2 separate regions of the Sus scrofa genome follow, and region 2 is linked to region 1. The links are chromatin contacts, called in public HiChIP or PLAC-seq maps. All regions are on one chromosome and are shown on one strand. The core of a region is the stretch at or near the end of the contact, and the rest is flanking DNA. Distances in the headings are between cores, read along the strand shown.

Region 1 (5,031 bases), core at 1,977-4,476:
ATAGTGTAGGCACAGGCTTTGACCTACATAAAGAAATAATAGAGAAATGAAACTGATAGACTAAGCTCCAGATAAATAATGATATTGAACGCAAATCTAAGAAATTCGGACTTTGGCCTATAGGCAATCGGGAGGAGCCAAGTCAGGTGATATGAACCAAACTCTGCTTTAAGAAGATTTATTTGGCAATAATATTATATACAGCCAGTTTACAAGTTAACTTCAGGAAAAGAGGGTTTTTTGGTGTGAGAGAGTCATCCTGAGCATTGCAGGATGTTCAGCTGCATCCTTGGTCTCTACCAACGAAATCCTAGAAGCAATTCTCACCCCCTTCACATTGTGACAATCTCTGGACATTGGACTTTGCCACATGTCCCACAGGGAGCAAAAGCAGCCCTGACTGAGCTCCGCTGTTCTCGAGAAATGGTTCACCAAGTGAGACTTGTCTTTAATGTTTTCATTTAAAGACACACCACTGCCACATCCTCCTAGATGGGGACAAGAATAGCCCCTGGGCCCCACCCCCACCCCTTGCTTTCATCAGAAGACACAGGTGGACATGACACACCCCTCCCGTAATGCAGGTGGTCTTGGGACCATGGGGATTTGGCCACCCGAAGTCCATGCCCTCCTTTCTACCATCTTCTGGATACTCATGATCCTGGAATTCTTGGCCCAAACAGCCCCATTTTCCAAGGGATTGGAGATTGGGGGTGGGCATAGGTTGAGTTTGGACATGCGGGCGAGGGCATCCACGTGCCTGTGCCTGAAGGCCCTCGTGGTACCAGAAGGAAAGAGTGTGGGAGGAGAAGGGGGTGACTCCTTAAAATTCCTGCGTGGGACTCCGAGAAATGTGAGAATTCGAAATTCGAGGCTGACCTCCCTGCCTATTGAGAAACTTAAAAACACAGTGCCAGAGGTGGTGGGGAGAGCAGGGGTCCCCTGTAACAAGAGGGTTTTTGTGCTATTTGGAAGGAGTGGGGTGAGGAGAAGCCTGAGCCATGTGGGACAGGGCTCCTGTTTGCCCATTGCCTCAGAATCACAATTTGCATTTCACAGTCCAGTTAGGGTAACATGGTAGGAAGAAGAGCTTGGGACTCTGAAATCACAGGCCACAAGGTGACAGCCTGATTCTGCCTATAGCATCTGCCTAGAGCTGAGCAAGGCTGGGAAAAATTAGGATGCTTTGGCCAGGCAGAGAAGGGGGAAGGGCATCCAGGGAGTGTGTGAAAAGGCACAACAACGGTTTGCACAATGCTTGAGTGTTTCGGAGTGGTTCAAGGACGAGGAAGATGAAGGCGTGGTTGGAGGACAGTGCGCCAGGGAAAAGAGCAGGGGGTGTGCAAAGACCGGAACACAAGGCCACCCAAAGGAGCAGAGACTTCCTATTGCAACCACACAGAGCTTTGAGGGTCGTTAAGCAGAGCAGGCTCTCTGGTTTAGCTCTGGATGGAACTGGAGACAAAGTCAAGTCCAGGAGAATGAAAAGTTGTTTTTAAAATTCTGACAAGAGAAATGCTGGGCTGAACAAAGACATCAAGCACCAGGGAGTTCCCTGGTGGTCTAGTGGTTAGGATTCAGCGCTTTCACTTGCTGCAGATTGGGTTCAAGTCCTGGTCTGGGAACTGAGATCCCACATCAAGCTGTTGCACCTCTGGCCAAAGATGTCGGGTCTGGGAGTGAAGAGGAGAGAGTGGAGAAATTCCACGAAGGCTGAATTGCTCAGAAAATGATAGCTCTTGATAGAGCCCCCAGCAAGTTGAAATGTGGACACCTGTCTTGGCTTTTAAGAATTTGGCATAGGGAGTTCCTGTTATGACTCAGAGGGTTATGGACCGGACTAGTATCCATGAGGATGCAGGTTTGATCCCTGGCCTTGGTCAGTGGGTTAAGAATCCAGAGTTGGAGTTCCTGTCGTGGCGCAGTGGAAATAATCCGACTAGGAACGATGAGGTTGCAGGTTTGATCCCTGGCCTTGCTCGGGGGTTGAGGATCCAGCGTTACCATGAGCTGTGGTGTAGGTCACAGTCACGGCTCGGATCTGGTGTTGCTGTGGCTGTGCTGTTGACAGGCAGCTGCAGCTCTGATTCTGTTTCCATATGCCACAAGTGTGGCCCTAAAAAGCTAAAAAAAAAAAAAAAAAAAAAAAAAAAAGCAGAAGATTTTGGTTTTTGCATGGGGACACACTAAATGAAATCTTCAAACAGGATTTAAAAATTTTACTTTCTTCTTCCTTTTCAGGGTGACTTGGTAGACCTTTTGTGCCTCCACATCTTTTAAAAATGTTGCATTTCACTTGGGTATGTGTATGCTCTTCCACAAATATGATTTCAAAAATAGAAATTTCAGGCTGAATGAGAACGAGAAGAGGTTATATTTGGAAGCAACAGGGATTCTGATATCCCTGGAATCACTCAGCCTTCGTGCCTCACAGTACTGCCAACACGGACACGTCTCCATGTCACTGTCCCACAAGGCGTTGACCTCTCACACATGGAAATAATCTATGGAAAGGAGAATCAAAAAAGAGTATAATATTCCAGTTTAAGTCAAGAGAGCAAATTCTTCAGGGCTTCATTTTTGGATAAAGATCATCCAAAAATGATTCATTAAACATTAATTTTCATCTCTATACAACTGCCTTCAGCTATATTTAAGAAAGGTAACTTGTCTATATTTAGAAAATTTCAACAGATATTTACATTCCTGTTCACCTTCTGCTGAGATATCAACAGAAGGGAGATGTCTCTGAATGATTAGTGTTCTTCTCTACAACTGGAAATTTCCATCCCTTCCAAGGAGTTTTCAGACTGTCTCCCTTGGGTCCAATGACTGTAGGATGCCAATTAGAACATGGCAAACAATGGGCTCAGGAGGCCTGGAAGAATTCCCAGTCATCTAGTGGGCTTGTCAAGGCTTCTTCTGGACAATGAAAGAAATGTGGGAAATGCAGCAGCTGCCTTAAAGGGCATATTGTTCCCCTCTGAGAGCTCTCTGTACGACGTGTTTTGATCCACTTTCAATTTCATAGAAACAGGGCGTCACAAGTCAGAAGGGGCCTTTCAAGGTCATTTAAATCTGTCTTTCCTTTTCCCATTTTTAACTTTACACAAAGACATTTAGACCAACAAGGATTTTTAAACAGTTACCCTGTGCAAGTTGCTGGGACAAGAATAAAGTCCCCTTGTACCGAGCCTTTGCTTGCAGTGGGCAGGAAAGCCTTTTCAGAAAAGGTAGGAGGTGAACTAGAAAGTGCTGTTAGATGGGATCTGGGCAGCCTGTGCTAGGAGAGCATGTGAGGCAGAGGAAATGAGATGCAGAAATGTGCAGAGGAGGGGAGAACAGAACCCAGTCAGCAAGACATCCGTGTACCAGTTGGACCTGATAGAAAGTTCACATAAGGAATAGGGGTTAAGGTACCATAGGTCTTTGCAACCACGAATCGGTAAGACTTGGACTCCGAAAGCAGTGAGGACTAATGATCAAAGCTTTTTGAACAGAGGTATGGACAATAAACCCATCCAATGATCAAGGAATTTACTCATGGAAAAAGGAAATAAAATTTACTCAAGGAAAAAGATTAATTCTGATTTAAGAGAAACTGGGGATCCAATATGCCTATTAAAGCAATCTATAACGATGACTTCAGCGTATGCCTGACAAGTTCAAACTCATTTCTAGGAAACCTGCCCAGTTGCCTGCCATGTAGGCCTATCACTGCCACCTATCAGAGATGAGAAGGAGCTGTCCTGGGGAATGGATATCAAAACCCTGAGGACTTAGGTGACATAGGTGGCAAAAGAAATTAAAGCAGGATTGAATGTGGGAGTGCAAGAGAAAATAATTGGAAATAACATAGGACATTTCAGCCATTTGGGAATATTGACAATTTCAAAGGCTATTTTGATTTTGGTCTCCCACCATTGAAAGCTCCATCATTACCCATGGCAAAAATATAGAAATACTCTTGTCACTTCTATTTACATTCTCTGGGAAAGATCATTCATGTCTATGTAGTTAAACCCCATATGCATGTGGGCTTTATGAGCGCTAGAGCCGGAGGAAAGCGTTAAATGCCCTCCTACGTGGCTAGTGGGGATGTTAATATAAAACAAATAATAGATAACAATTATTCCCAAACCCCCAATCCATCCCTCCCCTTCCACCCTTCCCCCTTGGTACCATACACTTGTTTTCAAAGTCTGTGTGTCTTTCTGTTCTGTAAATAAGTGCACTTGTATCATTTTTTTTATTTTATTTTATTTTATTTTGTCTTTTGTCTTTATAGGGCCACACCCATGGCACAAGGTTCCCAGGCTAGGGGTCTAATCAGAGCTGTAGCCACTGGCCTACACCACAGCCACAGCAATGCTAGATCCGAGGCACATCTGCCACCTACATCACAGCTCAAGGCAACGCTGTAACCTTAACTCACTGAGCAAGGCCAGGGATCAAACCACCAACCTAATGGTTCCTAGTTGGATTTGTTAACCACTGAGCCACGATGGGAACTCCTTGTATCATTTTTAAATTACACATGTAAGTTATATCATATGATATTTGCTTTCTCTGTCTGACTTGCTTCACTTAGTATGAGAATCTCTACATCAATGCATGTTGCTGCAAATGGCATTATTTCAGTCTTCTTATGGCTGAATTATATTCTGTTGTATACATGTACCACATCTTCTTTATCCATTCTTGTGGCAATGGACATTTAGGTTGCTTCCATGTCTTGTTATGGTAAATAGTGCTGCAGTGAACATTGAGGGGTGCGGGTATCTTTTCAAATTTTGGTTTCCTCTGGAAAGATGCCCAGGAGTGGGATTGCTGGGTCATCTTGTAGTTCTATTTTTTTTTTTTCATCTTCTTCCTGCTGATTTGGATACAGCCTCATCAGCCCTCTTTCTGTTCTCTAACCTTACCAAGTCTGTTTTCATCCTAGGGTCTTTGCAACTGCCATTTGTTCTGTCTGGAACCTTTCCCCCAGATTTTCACACGTCTCATCCCCTCCCTTCATTGAATTCTCAA
Region 2 (5,047 bases), core at 1,664-4,163, 400 kb before region 1:
GTTCTTGTTTATGGCTTGCTGGTATTTTTACATAGCCCTTCTGGTAGCAAGCTACCTCAAATCTTGTGGAACAAGGCAAAGGACATCAATACATAAAATACGTCCCATGAAAGTCCCTGCCCTTCCTGTCATTACCGGCTTCACCTCTAGTGAGTTTATAAATCTGTGTGTCTTACAAAGGGTAGCCCTCAGGTCATGTCGGTGGATGTGTTAATTTGTTTTATCTGCTTATGACATTTTCTGGTTTATGAAGTCCACACAGAGGCCATGTCAGTACTCAAGACAGCTGTGGAAAGGGCAAGCCAAGAGAAGTACCAGAGGGCCAGTTCAAGACCCCATGTTCTCTCTCTCTCTTTCCTCCCCTTCCTACCTTCCTCAATCTTTCTCCTACCTCCTCTCTCCCCCCCATCCCCATCCTCCCCCTGCCCAGCGTCCCCACTGTGAGAACATTCCTGGGCTCCTCAGCTGAAGAACAAGATCAGCTGCATGAATCAGAACCAACTTGGCACAGCCGAAGCCAGCCTAGAACCACTAGCCCCCAAGTGACCTGCCGACAGACCCCAGACAGACATTTACAGCCCAGCTGAGCTCAGTGGACCCTATCTAAGATCAGCAGAGATTTGCAGGAAATCATGAGTTTTTGCTGTTATCAGCTGCTAAGTTTGGGGGTGCGGTTTGCCACGTGGCAATAGCGAATAGAGAGACTGAAAGATTCAGGTTATAGGACAGAGGTTGTTGGAGGCAGAGCTAGGAGTGGAAGCAGGCTGCTTCTTAATCCAGGCTAGGAGTTGTCTACAGTACCAGACTACTGAATCCACCTATGTGGCCTTCCGCTTGGGAGCGGGTCCTCTGTCCTCTGAGAAAGTAATCTCTGGTGCATTCTAGCCCTTCAGGGAGTCAACAACAACTTCAAGGATGAGTAGATTACATTCTTATGCAAAGAAGGTCCGTTTAGATTTTGCAAAATCAGTCTCTGTTTTGGGAGACATAAGAAACCATCTTTGGTTGTTCTGTAACTATCTGGTATCTCCATCTGCCTGCTTTTTACATAAAAATTTCATAAACCAAATCACATTAGCGCTATTTGATTTTCTATCTTAATATGTGGCTGTAAAATGAAACACTACCCAAGGTCACCTAGAGGTAGTGAGAAACATCAGCGTGATTTCCTGATATTGTTTTGACTCTGGGCAGCCTTTGGGGAATGTTCTGAGGTGCTTCTCCCTCCCACCCACCTTGACTTGATGCCTCACCTCTAAGGGTTGTGTCAACTGTTGGCCTGTGGCTTATAGATGCTTGATTTCTAACACCATGCTCGTTAGCAGGCTTTGCAAAATCTCATAACTCTATAGTAAGAAAGGTCACTGAACAATGAGACATTTAACATGTTTCCTCCCCATGAATGAAGTTTGGTGTAAAAAGAAGCAAAAGGAGTGCCAGAAATAAATTACCAGCTTATAAACATGTTTATTAAATGCATCATACTTGGAACACCAGATGTGAGAATGACAAGGGCTAAATGCCAGCAGCAGGGTTGCTAAGTAAATTATTTGGCTTGTTGCTGGTAATGAGAGGCTGCACTTGGTGGGAGTTGCCATGAAATTGCATGTTTCTGCTGTTTTGTTCCTCAATGAACTGTGATCAACTCTAGGAATTGTTTGGATAAATTTTCCCCTTGGTGTTGATAGAAAAGATAATTCTCTGTAAAAGAAAACCTTTAGAAGCCCCAATGTTGTTGCTGCAGCTTTTTTTTTTTTTTTTTTCTGAATTCACAATGATTATATCTTCATTTTTGGTTGTTACACAGCGATAAATAAGTGAAATTGCTTAATAAATGTATCAAATAGAATTTATGATTACCCCTAGTTCTCCCCTTTCCTCATGCCTTGCAAAAAAAAAAAAAAAAATGCTGTTATGACTCAGTCACTATACTATACGGCAGAAGTTGACTCAACACTGTAAATCAACTCTACCCTAATAAAAAATAAATTTAATTTAAAAATACTATGGATTTGAGTTACGGTCAAGACTTCGAATGAGCAGAAAGAACTTAGAAAGATAATCCCGTTTTGTGGTTACACTTCTCAAAGAATATTTGTAATTTCATTCCAAATTCTGCTTTTAAGAACAGTTCCCACTATAGTGAAGTGGGTTAAGGACTTGATGTGGCCACAGCTGTGGCCATGGGTCGCAGCTCTGGCTTGGAGTCAGTCCATGGCCTGGGAACTTCCATGTGTGTTGGATGCAGCCAAAAAAGAAAGAAAAAAAGGATGATCCTGTTTTGTTAGCATTTCAAATCATATTTCTGTTGCAGAAATGGGCAAATCTTACAATAAAGCTGCTGATTTGATTAGGAAGACTACTAATTACACACTGGAGCGACACCCTCCTGCACGATCTCCTATTCATAGAGCTGGCATTCTTCCCATTTCTTGTTTAGAAAAATAGTTTCTGGCTCTGTTGAGAAGAATAAGTCATCAGAAGCTCCAGTAAACAATGCTGTGTGGGGCGTCCATTTGAGCAAGCAGCTGTCCTTTGAAAATTGCCTTTATTGTTCGAGGCTCCCAATTTTGCAGTCAGGAGGTCCTGTAAAATCAATTAAGTAAGAGGATCTCTAGGTAGTCAGCACTGAGAACTGTTGCCCCAGCTGCCATTATTTGCCGACTGTGGCAGCTTACTCCTTCATTTCTGTGTCACTTGTGCACACGCGTGAGCCTTCACCTCCTGGCAGCAGTGTGGTCCTGCCCCCGCCCCCCTCAGCTTCTTTTCTTCAAGCTGGTTCAGCCCAGGCTGCCATCTCCGTGAGTCTTACCCCAAGTCCGGCTCTCAAGAGATGCCGGGAGAATGCCCCGCTGGGTTAAGAGGTTGTGGCTTTCAGGTGCTCCTCACAGGCAGGTAGGAAGCTGGAAGGAAGGAACACAAATTTCTGCTGTTGCTATGGCAACCAGAGCTGCTCCTCAGAAAGGCTGTTAAAGAGGATGGGCTCCTCCGGTCTTTTTATCTGTCTTTCTGTGTCTTGCCCTGGCTTCATCCCCTGTTGGGCACCTTAAGCAATCATCTCTCAACATCCTTACCTCCCCTGAAGGAAATCAGTCCCCCTGAGGCTTAAACAACCAAAGAGCCTTCATCCTTTAGTAAAGCAAAGATTCTAAATCCAAAGCCCATATTATAATATCTAATATTATGATGTTATGCATCATTTGGCTAGGTGGGGAAAGTTCTTGAAGGATAGAAAATTCATTCATTCATTCATTCATCAAGCACGAATTGAATACTCACCAATAAATACTGAAAAGATGCTAAACACCAGAGATTCAGAGCTGAGTAAGACTCAGCTTTAACCTCAGTCTGGTGGAAGTGCAGGTAAGGAAATAAATACGCACAATAAGATACTGCCGCTGTCTGATAAAAGTCTATCTGGGGGAGTTTCCGTTGTGGTGCAGCAGAAACGAATCCGACTAGGAACCATGAGGTTTGATCCCTGGCCTTGCTCAGTGGGTTAAGGATCCGGCGTTGCTGTGAGCTGTGGTGTAGGTCACAGACGTCAGTCAGATCTGTCGTTGCTATGGCTCTGGTGTAGGCCAGCAGCAAGAGCTCCAATTAGACCCCTAGCCTGGGAACCTCCATGTGCCTCGGGTGTGGCCCTAAAAAGACAAAAGCCAGGAAAAAAAAGTCTGTCTGGGGAGTTACCCTGTGGCTCAGTGGGTTAAGTGTCCAGCATTGTCACGGCAGTGGCTCAAGTCACTTCTGTGGTGCACGTTCCATCCCTGGCCCGGGAACTTCCACATGCCATGGGTGTGGCAAAAATAAAAATAAAGAAAAAAAAAAGTCTACCTGGGGCCTGTGGGGCATAAAGGAGGGGCAAGGTGTTCTATGGGAAGAGGTAGGTGAGGGATCAGGAAAGACTCATGAAGGAAGTAAGTGGAGAGAGAGAGACAGGCATGCAGTGAAATACACATTATTTCAGAGGCCTCTTATATGCTCTCCTGCATTCATTGTATTGACTTGATTTATTGGCTAGTGGGTTGAGACTTTGGAGGCCCAGAGTGCCTTTGTGAAATTTAGCATAAATGCAATTCGGAGAAGGCCAGGGGTGTCTCCCTGGTGAGTGCTTGGAAGGTGGAGGTGGTAGCAATGGAAGCAGGGGTGGTGGAGGACGTGAATGGAGGGAAACACTCAGGGACCCTCTTGGGAGGAAAGCTTGCATTAGAACATTCAGCTGGACCTTGGGGAGGGCAGAGTCGGGGTAACTGGAAGCTCTTGGGGGAGGAGTAGTTGGTATAATGTCATAAAGCCCCTGGGGGTGTGGGAACTGAAATTGAGTGTGGACACTGGTGGGAAAGGATTTGTGACCTTTATTAAAAGCAGTAGTCTAGTATCATGGTTAACCTCTGGACTTTGGAATTCATCAGATCTGGGTTTGTCTTGGCTCTGCTACTACTAATTGGAGATTTTGGACAAGTAGCAATATTTCTGGACCTGTTTCCTTAGCCATAAAATGGGGAATATATATATCTGTTATTGGTTGAATTGTGTCTTCCCCCAAAATATATTCATTGACGTCATAACCCCAAATAATACTGTATGTGGAAAAGTGACCACATTTAGAGACCGGGTCTTTAGAGAAATGATTAAGTTAAAATAAAGTCAGTAGGAGGGGCCCTAGTCCAATAGGACTGGTGCCATCAAAAGAAGAGGAAATGTGGACACAGGCACATACAGAGAGAAGATGGGAAGACCCAGGGAGAAGGCAGCTGTCTACAAGCCAAGGAGAGAAGCTGGGAACAGCTCCTTCCCTCACAGTCCTCAGAAGAAAGCAACCCTGCAGACACCTTGAACTTAGAATTCTAGCCCCTAGAATTGTGAGGAAGTAAATAAAGCTCTGTTGTTTAAGCCACCCAGTGTGCGGTACTTTTTTGCGGAAGTCCTGGGAAACTAATTCATAGAGTTATGGGAGAATTAAAAAATTTATATACTGCACTAAAACATGTGATAATATTCAATATATGGTAGCTATTATTAATCGCTAATGAAAAAAATGGCTCTA

What was found. HiChIP or PLAC-seq counts read pairs in DNA pulled down with a chosen protein or histone mark.
Region 2: an H3K27ac HiChIP or PLAC-seq map of skeletal muscle shows a contact between it and region 1, with 9 times the contacts expected there. The contact joins two enhancer-like sites. A contact is called at or near these places in 2 of 2 datasets of contacts at active chromatin or transcription factors (alveolar macrophages and skeletal muscle).

What each region holds. Positions count from the first base shown.
Region 1 is chr5:77,583,541-77,588,571 of Sscrofa11.1, reverse strand. No RefSeq gene overlaps it. Among named protein-coding and RNA genes, the nearest start is that of AMIGO2, 60 kb to the left of the region's middle. Within about 2 kb of position 3,226, at least 17 of the 83 cell types and tissues checked have an H3K27ac peak or open chromatin away from gene starts, as enhancers often do. A contact at or near this core is called in skeletal muscle, where this site is marked.
Region 2 is chr5:77,983,882-77,988,928 of Sscrofa11.1, reverse strand. The region is part of intron 17 of RPAP3 (RNA polymerase II-associated protein 3); the gene reads left to right. Among named protein-coding and RNA genes, the nearest start is that of RPAP3, 80 kb to the left of the region's middle. Within about 2 kb of position 2,913, at least 12 of the 83 cell types and tissues checked have an H3K27ac peak or open chromatin away from gene starts, as enhancers often do. A contact at or near this core is called in skeletal muscle, where this site is marked.